3 separate regions of the Hordeum vulgare genome follow, and regions 2 and 3 are each linked to region 1. The links are chromatin contacts, called in public Hi-C maps. All regions are on one chromosome and are shown on one strand. Each heading gives the region's core, a stretch centred on a gene start, on an enhancer-like site or on the middle of the called end of the contact. The rest is flanking DNA. Distances are from core to core; before and after follow the strand shown. Region 1 holds the start of LOC123444544. Region 2 holds the start of LOC123444542 (probable myosin-binding protein 6). Region 3 holds the start of LOC123444545 (alpha-mannosidase I MNS4).

Region 1 (3,421 bases), core at 389-2,888:
CTTCCCCCTCACTCATCTCACTGATCCCTCCAGAACATTCTACAAGAATTTAATCATTAAAGAATGTAAGATAATCACCCGTACCGACAACAGGATGATAAATATGGATTTTTTTTTTCATTTGGATTATGAGAATTCAGAAGTGCCGACCACCCGGCTATCAATGACATGGTAGACGAAATAAAGTGCGAAAAGTTAAGAACGTATGATTGATAACAAATCTCGCAAACAAACATTAGGGAATAATGATGTTTGACACATCTGAAATTTGTGCCGGTTATGTTCACACAGTTTGGACTCTTCTGGCAAGGTAAGCAGTTAACTCGACCAGCAACTGTTGCTAAATGCAGATCTCTAAGCCAAAGCCAAAGCCAAGCATCAACGTGTCTAAACCACTCGAACTCACTAAATTAGATTGGTGTCTTTTAAACTTACTTGAATCTTGTTCCTGTGATGTTATAGAAGTAGATTGTTGCACATCAATGTTTTGTGTTCTATTTGGACTATCCGCGGATACTCTCACTGAGGTGTCACCGTGAGTTGGAGGTTGCGACGGCATTTCTCCTGCATCCCTTAGGGTGGCATCTACGTTATCACCACTCTTGGCGCCGCTCTGCTGAGGCGAAGATATCACTATGTTCAAAGTATCCGCGTTCCAGCGAAGAGAGGCTTTTCTTGTGCTTAGGCTGGACGCCGCGATTTTAATGCTGAGACCATCATCCGGAGACCACACCAGCTCGGACAGAGGGCTCATGCCGGATATTTCGATTGCATTTACACCTGCACCTGAATGCCCACCAGATGCCTTTCAGCAGACCATAAGGTAAGAGGATGTTTGAAACAAGTAAAGCAGCTCTATAAACAAACTATGCTATAGCTAACGAACTACTAGAAACAAACTAACAGATGCAAAAAAAAAAAACTCGTTGCTCTATTTTTCCAAAATAATAAATAGATTTCCTCGAAAAAAAAAGTTATAATAAGATTTTGCAAATATCCCCTCCCTTATTTGCCTGTTCACCTTGCTAGGAACCCGAAACGAATGGATCATGACGCAAGGCAACACAACTATACTTACCCAATTTAGATGGAAAAGTAGACATGTACACCGACTTGTGCCATACTAGTATGTCGTTCTTACAAAATCAAAAGGCTAGCTTAACGCCGGAAGCAGAATAATCAAGACAGCATCGGCCGGGAAAAGCGAGCGAGCGAGCGTATAAATAAATGAAACAAGTACAGGAGAGTGATCGCTGATGCAACAGCCGACCTCTGGGAGCGGCGAGCAACTAACCATGTCATGTCACAGCATTGCAGTCCCCGAGTACGGCGGGCCACGGTCGGTCCGGCACACCACCACCACCGCCACCACCACGCTGAGGCAGGAGTAGGAGGAGGGATTTAGCGGCGGGCGGCGGCGAATGGAGGCCAGGGCATCCGTCTATCCGGTCAGCGGCGCCTGCGGCTTATGGCGGGCTAGCTAGCTAGCTAGCCTGGCTCTGGTTGGGCGGAGAATTTGGGAGCGGTCTAGGAGGGCAGCATCGCCGCGGTGGGGAGTGCGGGTGGAGATGCTTTGTTTGTGCCGTGCGCGCCGCATGCGGCGGAGGAGCGCCGGAACGCGAGGCGGAGGCTGCGCCACGTAGAGGGCGCCTGAGACACATGACTACCGCCTCGGTCCCCCCCCTGCCCTGCCCTACCCGCGCTGCGGCTTCGGGTTTTATTACGGGGAAGAAAGAAAGAAATCGCGGGGACGAAGACGATGGCGGCGATCCGACGGCCGCGCGTCGTCGAGACGGCCGATGTGGCGCGTGCCGGGGCCGGAGCTGTCCGTGTCGTGGTAGGGCAGCGTCGCCTGTAGGTGACGGGGACGGAGATAACACGGGTTGTTGAGTGAACTGCGGTGCGGGGTGGTGTTATGGGGGAACTCGCGAGGAGGATGAAGGGGAATCTCCGTGCGTGGAAAAGGAGGGTGGGATCGGGAATCGCCGTGCGCGTGTAAAGAGGGTGGATTCTCGGAATCTTCTCCGCCGAGAATTTTCGGTCCGTGTGTGTATGGAGCTGCTATGTTGTGATGATTTCATTGCAAGGAAAAACAGTACTGGGATCGATGCTGCTAGTATGATTGTGCGCGTCCTTTTTATTCGAGGGATTACAAGGCCTTACAAGCATGTACTAGTACAGTAGGAAAAACATATTCCAAGGAGTAGTAGAAAAAACTGCAACGACTATGTAGAACTACGTTAGATTACATCATAAATGTGTCATAACAGTATCTTCAATAGCATGTGTGTATTTGATGTCAATATGTTCGTATAGATAATGATTTAAAAAGATTTTTCTCATATTCAAATTCAGTTTCGCGACTGAATGCCTATATATAGAACATCTATATTCTCTCTCCAAGATTATAATATTATTTTATAACTATCAATTCAGCTATTGTTTTATAACCTTCAACAGCTATATTCCAACTGCTCTATTTTAACGGTTATATTTCAGGTATATATATAGGGAACCACTAGGCATCAGACTACTGATGCTTTACATCCATCAGACTAGTCGTTGGCCATCGGATTAAAAGCAGGAGGCACCTCCGATTTACTAACTTAGGCCCACAAAAGATTAGTTGTAGTTGCTAATTGAGTGCTTTCCTAACTGCTCCCGTAACCCACGCCCTACATGATTAGCTCCATGCGTATTTTCCTTCTTCCTTCCTAGATCATTGTTTTCTTGTTGGATGCTTCCTTAAATCACGCTAGCTTATCAGATTTTTGCACCTGTGCGACGGAAGCATGAAAATAGGTCTGTTCGGAAACGTGTTCCTAAATTCTATGGTATAATAAACCGTGTAAATGATGCTTCGATTCTTGATGATAAATCCCCAAAGTACTACCTGGTTGTTTCTCTTCCATAACACATATGGCAACATGAGCATGGGAATATTCCTATCATAATCACACTACTGACTAGATGTGTTTCCCATCAAAGTTAGATTCAATTACTAGTTCATATTTTTTAATTCCAATTCAAGCTAAAACAAATTTGGTTCTAATTTACGTAAAAAAAAGTTTGCTTCCAATTTAGTGCTTCCATCTATGAGACCTTCCAGGATTGATACTTTGTTTTCTTCACCCGATTTATTTGTCAGATATGTGCTTCCATAAATTCAATATTTTTCTTCAACAATAGCCTAGTTTCGATCTTACAGGAAATATGTGTCCATTATAAATGTTCACTTTGTATCCCAATGAAGCAAGAATTCGTTTCCAGCGAGAAAATTTGCTTCCATTGAAAGTTAAATTTGTATCGACGGGAACAATTAAATTTGTTTCCAATGAAACATAAAATGGTTTCCACGGTAGCAACTAGATTGTTTCCAAATGAACAAAAGTTTACTTCTAAAGAAAAAGGAATCTGCTCC
Region 2 (3,421 bases), core at 373-2,872, 250 kb after region 1:
CCCTCGCTGCCCTAAGTTTTTCGACGAGGCGTGCGGTGTCCCTTTCCCCCTGATCCCCATCATGTACCCTAGAGAGTCGCGGCCTAAGCCCGACAACATATCCCGGGGAGAACGAGGAGCATACGAGCAAAGGCGCGAGGTGGCATCGTTTGTTCCAACCCATCGATCCCGGAGGAATACCTCGTCGTTAAAGCTGGTGAGGGAATTGACTACATTGTAATGTCGAAGGCTTCAAGTTTGCAGGCTCGTGTATTCCTGTATCTCAGGAGAGCTGGCAATGACATCAAGCTCATCAACATTGACATCTTCATTAAGGACATGTCACGGGTTAAGTGTTCCACCGGCAATGCCTCTAGTTCGACCATCGTCAGTCTCTTCATAGGCCCCGCCGCTGATCTCCTCTACCTCACAGTCAAGGATTTGCGATCCTTGTATGCCATCGAGCCCCTTTTGTCATTTTTTAAGGAAACATTCTATGGCGGTGGCTTGGGATCCTTAGCTGCAAAGTCAGATCTCATCGGCCAAGAGAAGGAAACCCACTACGGATGTCCTATGGGGAAGCATCCCATATGCAACTCCAGGGAGCGCATCCTAGGCACCACAAATTCCAAGTGGAAGGAGCCCATCCATGACAAGTGAGGCAACATAGGTAAAAAATCTAATATGACAAACTAATTAATAGGAGAGAGATGAGTATGGTGACCCAAAAAAAACAATGCTAAGCGTGTGAACCTAGGTAAAAAAACTAAATGAAAGAAATACACCAATGCATACATAACTTTAGTTGTAAAAGTATTAAATAAGGATGCAAAGGCCCTGTTTGTTTCACTGGGACTAGACTAAAAAAAGTCCTGTTTAGTCCGTGTGTAACCAAACGGGAGGGACTTTTTTTAAGGGACTAAAAAAAGACTCTACTGAAGGTACTTTTTTCTTTAGTCCGTGGGACTAGAAAAAGTCTAGTCCCTTGAGAAACAAACACCCCCCTTAGCTACAATAAGCTAAGCAACTATGCATCAGAGACTTTAGTTGTTAAACTATTTGACGTGTTTAGCACCTCATCTTAGCACCAATGTATTGGAAGTGGGTTCATCAAGGAAGATATAAGTTACTCTTCTCTAGACTCTATTTGACGTGTTTAGCCCCTCATCTTAGCACCAATGTATTGAAAGTGGGTTCATCAAGGAAGATATAAGTTACTCTTCTCTAGACTCTATTTGACGTGTTTAGCACCTCATCTTAGCACCAATGTATTGGAAGTGGGTTCATCAAGGAAGATATAAGTTACTCTTCTCTAGACTCTATTTGACGTGTTTAGCCCCTCATCTTAGCACCAATGTATTGAAAGTGGGTTCATCAAGGAAGATATAAGTTATTCTTCTCTAGACTCTAGCTTTGAAGATCATGGCGTGGACAGTCAGGCTCCCAATCAGTACCGCCATCATCCACTCCAGTCCATTATTGATATGATTCCTCCGTTCACATCGAGACGTCATTTTCCACGGGGCAGCCTAAACAACCCCCGTTAGCGCTAATCTACTCAGCAGCAGTGACCACTAGACCAACTAAAACCGAGGGACGGAAGAGCTCAACCACCGCAGGCCTTTCGGCCCTCGTCTGACTCTGACCGCCCCGCGTCGCTGTCCGGCCCGCTGAGGCCGGCTTTCTCCGTTTCGGCACGCCGCTCCGTCGTGGCCTCGCCACCGGCCACCGCCCACTTGCCCCCGCTTTCGGTTTTGGCTCGTTTCGGCGGTGGGGAGAATATATTTCCCTGCCACCTTTCCGCCTCATCATTTTCCTCCTCCTCCTGACGCTGCTCCGCTTAGCCACCCCCTTCCTTTTTGGCGCCTGCTCCGGCCATATATCGTCGCAGATCGGGATCTCTCGCGGCGTGCTGATTCTCGGCTTGGATCCAAAGGCGAGGTCCTAATCCTAACTCCGCTCCTCCTGTGATCTTGTTCTGTGGCTGACCCGTGATTTCAGCTTACTTTGCTTCTTGGCACAGTGTCTTTCAAGTTCAACCTGCAAGGAAGCAATTATGCTTACCATGTTGTTCCTTCTATTCTTAGTTTTAAGCTCGTGGCTCATTTGCTTGATTCTGTACACACCCTAGATTCCTACTAGTGATTTGACTATGGGGGATTTGGGAGTTGAGACGATAGCATTTCACCCGCAGCTTTGAGGGAAAGTGGGTATCACTGTTAGAATCGAATCCCATTATGCCAAGTGGTTTTCGTGGCCGGAATATGTTGTGTTGTTGGCCGAGTTCAGTTGCTTAGCTCTCAACAAGTTCCAGCTTACTACAGGGATCACTTGTCCTGCATAATTTGTTCTTGGTCTAGTGTATCTGCTATTGCCAATTAGCCACTGTGGTTGCCTAGTAAGTTGCTGCCCGACACTTGCTGCTATCAATTGCTTTTCCAACCTGGCATTCGGTCTCCCGCTCCAGCTAAGACTGGCTTTATGCTTCACCAAACCCACCCATATCGCTGCGATGACACTGCACACTGCCATCATTATTTCCTCCTTCATCTTCTCAATGATAAGGCCAAGGTTTTAATCGTACCGAATTCTGATGTCTCTAGGCTACAGGCTACAGCTTCAATGAAGTCTTGTTAATTGTATCACGAACCGGATTAACCGTAACACACAAGTAAAACTCAAACTTTGCTGGTTATTAACTTTGATTTGACTTCTTGTAGAGATCCTGCTTCAACACCAACCACCTCTGACCATCTAAACAGCGCGTTGAAGCGAAGATTCAAGTAATTCTGTCAGACAATGGGAACAAGGATGACAGTCCTGCGTCGACTGCCAGTCACACTGTCCTCCGCATTGCTCGAGTGGATCTTGATGCTTCTGCTGTTCATCGATGCAGTTTACTCCTTCCTCATCACCCGATTTGCCCGTCTCTGCAAACTACCGGTACCTTGTCCGTTCTGCTCGAGGCTAGATCATGTCCTCGGGAACGAGGAGCCGTGCTTCTACAGGGAATTGATCTGCAAAACTCACAAGTCAGAGATCTCATCCTTGGCCTTCTGCCGCCTCCACCAGAAACTTGCAGGCGCGGAAAGTATGTGTGATGGATGCAGCAGTAGCTCACTTGCTCCAAGAGTGACACCAAACAAGAATGATAACACAGATGAGCCTGCGGTGGATGCCGACATACTCGATAGTACTCAGGGGGGTGATGGTGTGCTACATTCTCCTCTTACTAGAATTTGTTCATGTTGTGCACAACATTTTGAACAGCGGAGTGTATCGCTGTTTTCTCAAAAGAGTGGAGAGCTCAAACCTCCTAACTCACCAAAGATTTGCACAGATTATTCTGTATCATGGCGACTGGACGAACCATTGAAAACCAAAGACATTTACCATCAGAGTGATCATACATCTCATGACAGATACAGTGCTCTACAGATGA
Region 3 (3,421 bases), core at 523-3,022, 160 kb before region 1:
CACCGTCCTTCTTAGGAAGCAACACGAATACACTATATTCGCCGAGTTGAGCCGGTGCAGGTTGGACGCCTGCAAATTTGAAAAAGGATTGGATTGCCTTCATCACATCCACTTTGATAATATCCCAGCACGATGACTTGAAAAAGGCACCAGTGAATCCGTTGGGCCCGGGGGCCTTGTCCACAGGTAACTGAGAGATGGCAGCAAGAACCTCGTTCTCATTCAGAGTATTGCCGAGGATGGAAAGATCCACACCCTCGAGGTCTAGTGCATACCAGTTGAAATACTTTGTCCTTTTTGTGCTTTGTGAAAGATCTTCTTGAAATGGTCTTCTGTCGCCTTCATTTTTCCTTCGTGTGAGGTAACCCAACCATGGCCAACCTTTAGCCGGTGGATGAAGTTTTTTATTCTTCTCGCATTGACTCGAAGGTGGAAGAACTTGGTGTTGGCGTCGCCCTCATTCAAAATTTTCACCCAGACGCATTGCTTTTTTCTAACTCGAACCAGGGGGCCAACCCGATAACTCGCCTCTTCAGTCTAGATCGCAAGTTGGACTCTTATGGCGAGAGAGGTTTGTTATCTTGAGGGGTGTCAAGGTGAAGGATGATATGCAGTGCCATGTGAAGATGGATCTTGGCTGAGGAGAATAACCTCTTGCTCCAACATTTGAGCATGAAGGCTCTTTTGCGAAGCTTGTGGAATAAGACATGGCAAGTCTCAAGGTGTTCAGTAGGGACATCCGAAGCTTGTTGGAAAATTTGGTGGAACTCGGGCATAGAAAGCCATAAATTTTCAAAACGGAAGCTGCGCCGACTCGGGCATAGAAAGCCATAAATTTTCAAAACGGAAGCTGCGAGGGCGCTTAGGACCAACATCTTGCGACAACAGAAGCAGACAGTGATCCGAAAGGGAAGACGAAAGGGCATGGAGGATGTGATTGTCAAAGGTGATGTCTGAGTCGGAGTTACATGAAAAGGAGTCAAGCTTGCTCAAGATTGGGTCCTGACGCTCATTACTCGAGATGAAGCGGCGGTTGTGCAAGTGTATCTCCTTGAGCTTGCCTTCAGCGAGTGTGTCCCTAAATTTGTTGATCCTTCTCTTATCAAAGGTGGGTTTATTCTTATCTCCTACTCTTTAGATTTGGTTGAAATCGCGGGGATGCATTCTCCAACATAAGCATTGCGGTGTTTCACACTTCCTAACTTACCAGCAACACGAGAGTATGTAGGTCCTTCATTGCTTAGGGCGACGGTCATAACGAAACACACCCATATAGTACACCAATGTGGGCCTTTCAAGCCAACACTGATCACATCTAATTACAATTAATATTTTATCCAGTACTTTCTCTGTTCGAAAATACCTGTAACTCTATCAATATGTAATTAATATTATGTCAAATATCACATACATTGCACCCTCGCACTTACTACTCACTCCATTCATAAATATAAGTTTTTTCTAGAGATTTTTCTAAAGATTACATATAAATGTATCTAGATTTAATTTAGAGTATAAATTTATTCATCTTGCTTCATATATACTCGTTCTGTCTTAAAATAAGTGTCTCAACTTTGTACTAGCTCTACTACGGAGTTATATTAAATTTGAGACAATTATTTTGGGACGGAGGGAGTAGTTCATATTAAAATGAAATCTTTTAAAATACTTATATTTAGAGTAGTTGTATTTATTAGTATGTTTTTTTTTTCAGAACACGTCTCCTCGAGTCGTGTTTGTATCCTGGAGACGGAGTGTCCTGTCCTGGCAGTCCTATCTCCCTCCTCCCGGGCTCCCCCTCGTCTCTCGGGCCCGTCCCCAAACCCGAACATGATGCAGCCGATGCGGCTGCGGAGCCAAGGCCGGGGCTCCCCCCTCCTCTGCCTCTCCGCCGCCCTCCTCGCGGTCGCCCTGCTCCCCGGCGCCGCCGTCGCAGACGGCGTCACGCCTACCGAGGCGCTCCGGCTACGCGACGAGGTAGCCCGCCCCGTCCCTGCCTCAGATCCGCCACTCCTAGCCGCAGCCTGTCGTAGCTTAGTAGCTAGTTGCCTAGTTCCATGGTTCCATTACAGTTCGGCTTTCCCGAATGGTATCGTTTGCTTCAGTTCGGTTGCAAGCTGGTTTTGCAATCTGGAGCTAGGCTCCCCGGACTGATCAGCTTGCTTGGTTTGGCTAGTTAAATTTTTAGATTCATGGCTTTTGCCGAACCCGCGGTTTATTCCTGGAAAAAAATGTTAGATTCCTGGCTTCAGTCTTACCCACTGTTTATCCCAGGAGAATGTAGGAACTGACTTCCAAGAGTTCACTACTTGGGGCCACATTTGTGAGCTGTATCATACGACCACCACTTTTGGTCTTTTCATGCCTGATGTGAGATGCCAAAAGGCACTGTTAGTGTTCCTGTCAGGGCACATTTCTTCGATTCATGAATATTGCTGACACCTTTGGTGAAAGTTTCATATCCCCCCCTCCGGATCATTGTTCGATTGTGCTTGTGAGCATGTGTACTACTCAAGCTTACTTGAGTGAAAAAACAACTACAGCCACAGCTCAGTTTTAGATTTGGCATTCCCGAAACGCACCGGCACATGTTATTAGTTGTAAGATCGTGTTAACAGTGGTACCAATTATCTCGCAAAAATAAAATAAAAATAGTGGTACCAGTTGGGACTTGAAGCAATCGTCCCTCCACCCTATACCCCAGTTACGAAGGCATTTTTATGAGCATACCCGTTGGATTTTTATTGGACGAGATCATTTTCGGGCCTCAAGTTGCCTCAACTTTGTGGTGCTTTTGAGGTTGCCCTGTTTTGAGAAAAAGACTTCACTTTTTTTTTCTGAACCTTTTTAAATTTATCTTGTAACGAAGCATTTCTGGGTAAGGTTCTGAATATTTTGTGCCTTGTGCGAGGCACATTCTGGTGATGTTCTTGATGTTAGGATATGAGGTTATAATCAAATTATAGCTCGTTTTTTACCAGGTGCAGCTTAGGCCAGTTCAATTATCTGATTTATCCAAGAGGAATCCTTTGTGTCTTCCTCTGTACTCAACCAAGATAACATCACATATTAACTTGTTAACCAATCATGCTTGTAATACTTTCTTACCTTGGAAGGCAATAGTGGCAATAACTCGAGAGTCTCTAAATGGCATAAGAACAAGCTAGAATAGTTTTTACTGCCCTGTCTTGACCTAAAATTTGTTGAAATGCTAACAGACAGAAGTATATGTTTTTATGCAGGTGAAAGATATGTTTTATCATGCATTTGATGGGTACATGCAACATGCTTTTCCACTTGATGAACTGCGACCGTTGAGTTGTCAAGGGGAAGACTCCCTTGGTGGTTATGCACTTACTCTTGTAAGAAACTAACAAACTGGTTCCTCATGTGTTTTTCCTAACACCTGTTACTTAAGTGG

Evidence for each region. A called contact is a pair of places that touch in the nucleus more often than the background predicts.
Region 2: a Hi-C map of seedling shows a contact between it and region 1, with 4 times the contacts expected there. The contact joins the promoter of LOC123444542 here to the promoter of LOC123444544 in region 1. A contact is called at or near these places in 5 of 6 Hi-C or Micro-C datasets (leaf, seedling and an unstated tissue) and 1 of 1 datasets of contacts at active chromatin or transcription factors (embryo).
Region 3: a Hi-C map of leaf shows a contact between it and region 1, with 3 times the contacts expected there. The contact joins the promoter of LOC123444545 here to the promoter of LOC123444544 in region 1. A contact is called at or near these places in 2 of 6 Hi-C or Micro-C datasets (leaf and seedling).

What each region holds. Positions count from the first base shown.
Region 1 is chr3H:507,073,952-507,077,372 of MorexV3_pseudomolecules_assembly, reverse strand. LOC123444544 reads right to left here and starts at 1,638. Exons shown (of 8, transcript XM_045121302.1): 1 at 1,295-1,638; 2 at 436-805; 3 at 1-39. The coding sequence starts at 1,297.
Region 2 is chr3H:506,819,950-506,823,370 of MorexV3_pseudomolecules_assembly, reverse strand. LOC123444542 (probable myosin-binding protein 6) reads left to right here and starts at 1,622. Exons shown (of 6, transcript XM_045121299.1): 1 at 1,622-1,920; 2 at 2,700-3,421. The coding sequence starts at 2,779.
Region 3 is chr3H:507,237,269-507,240,689 of MorexV3_pseudomolecules_assembly, reverse strand. It overlaps LOC123444545 (alpha-mannosidase I MNS4), which reads left to right and starts at 1,772. Exons shown (of 17, transcript XM_045121304.1): 1 at 1,772-1,977; 2 at 3,243-3,362. The coding sequence starts at 1,831.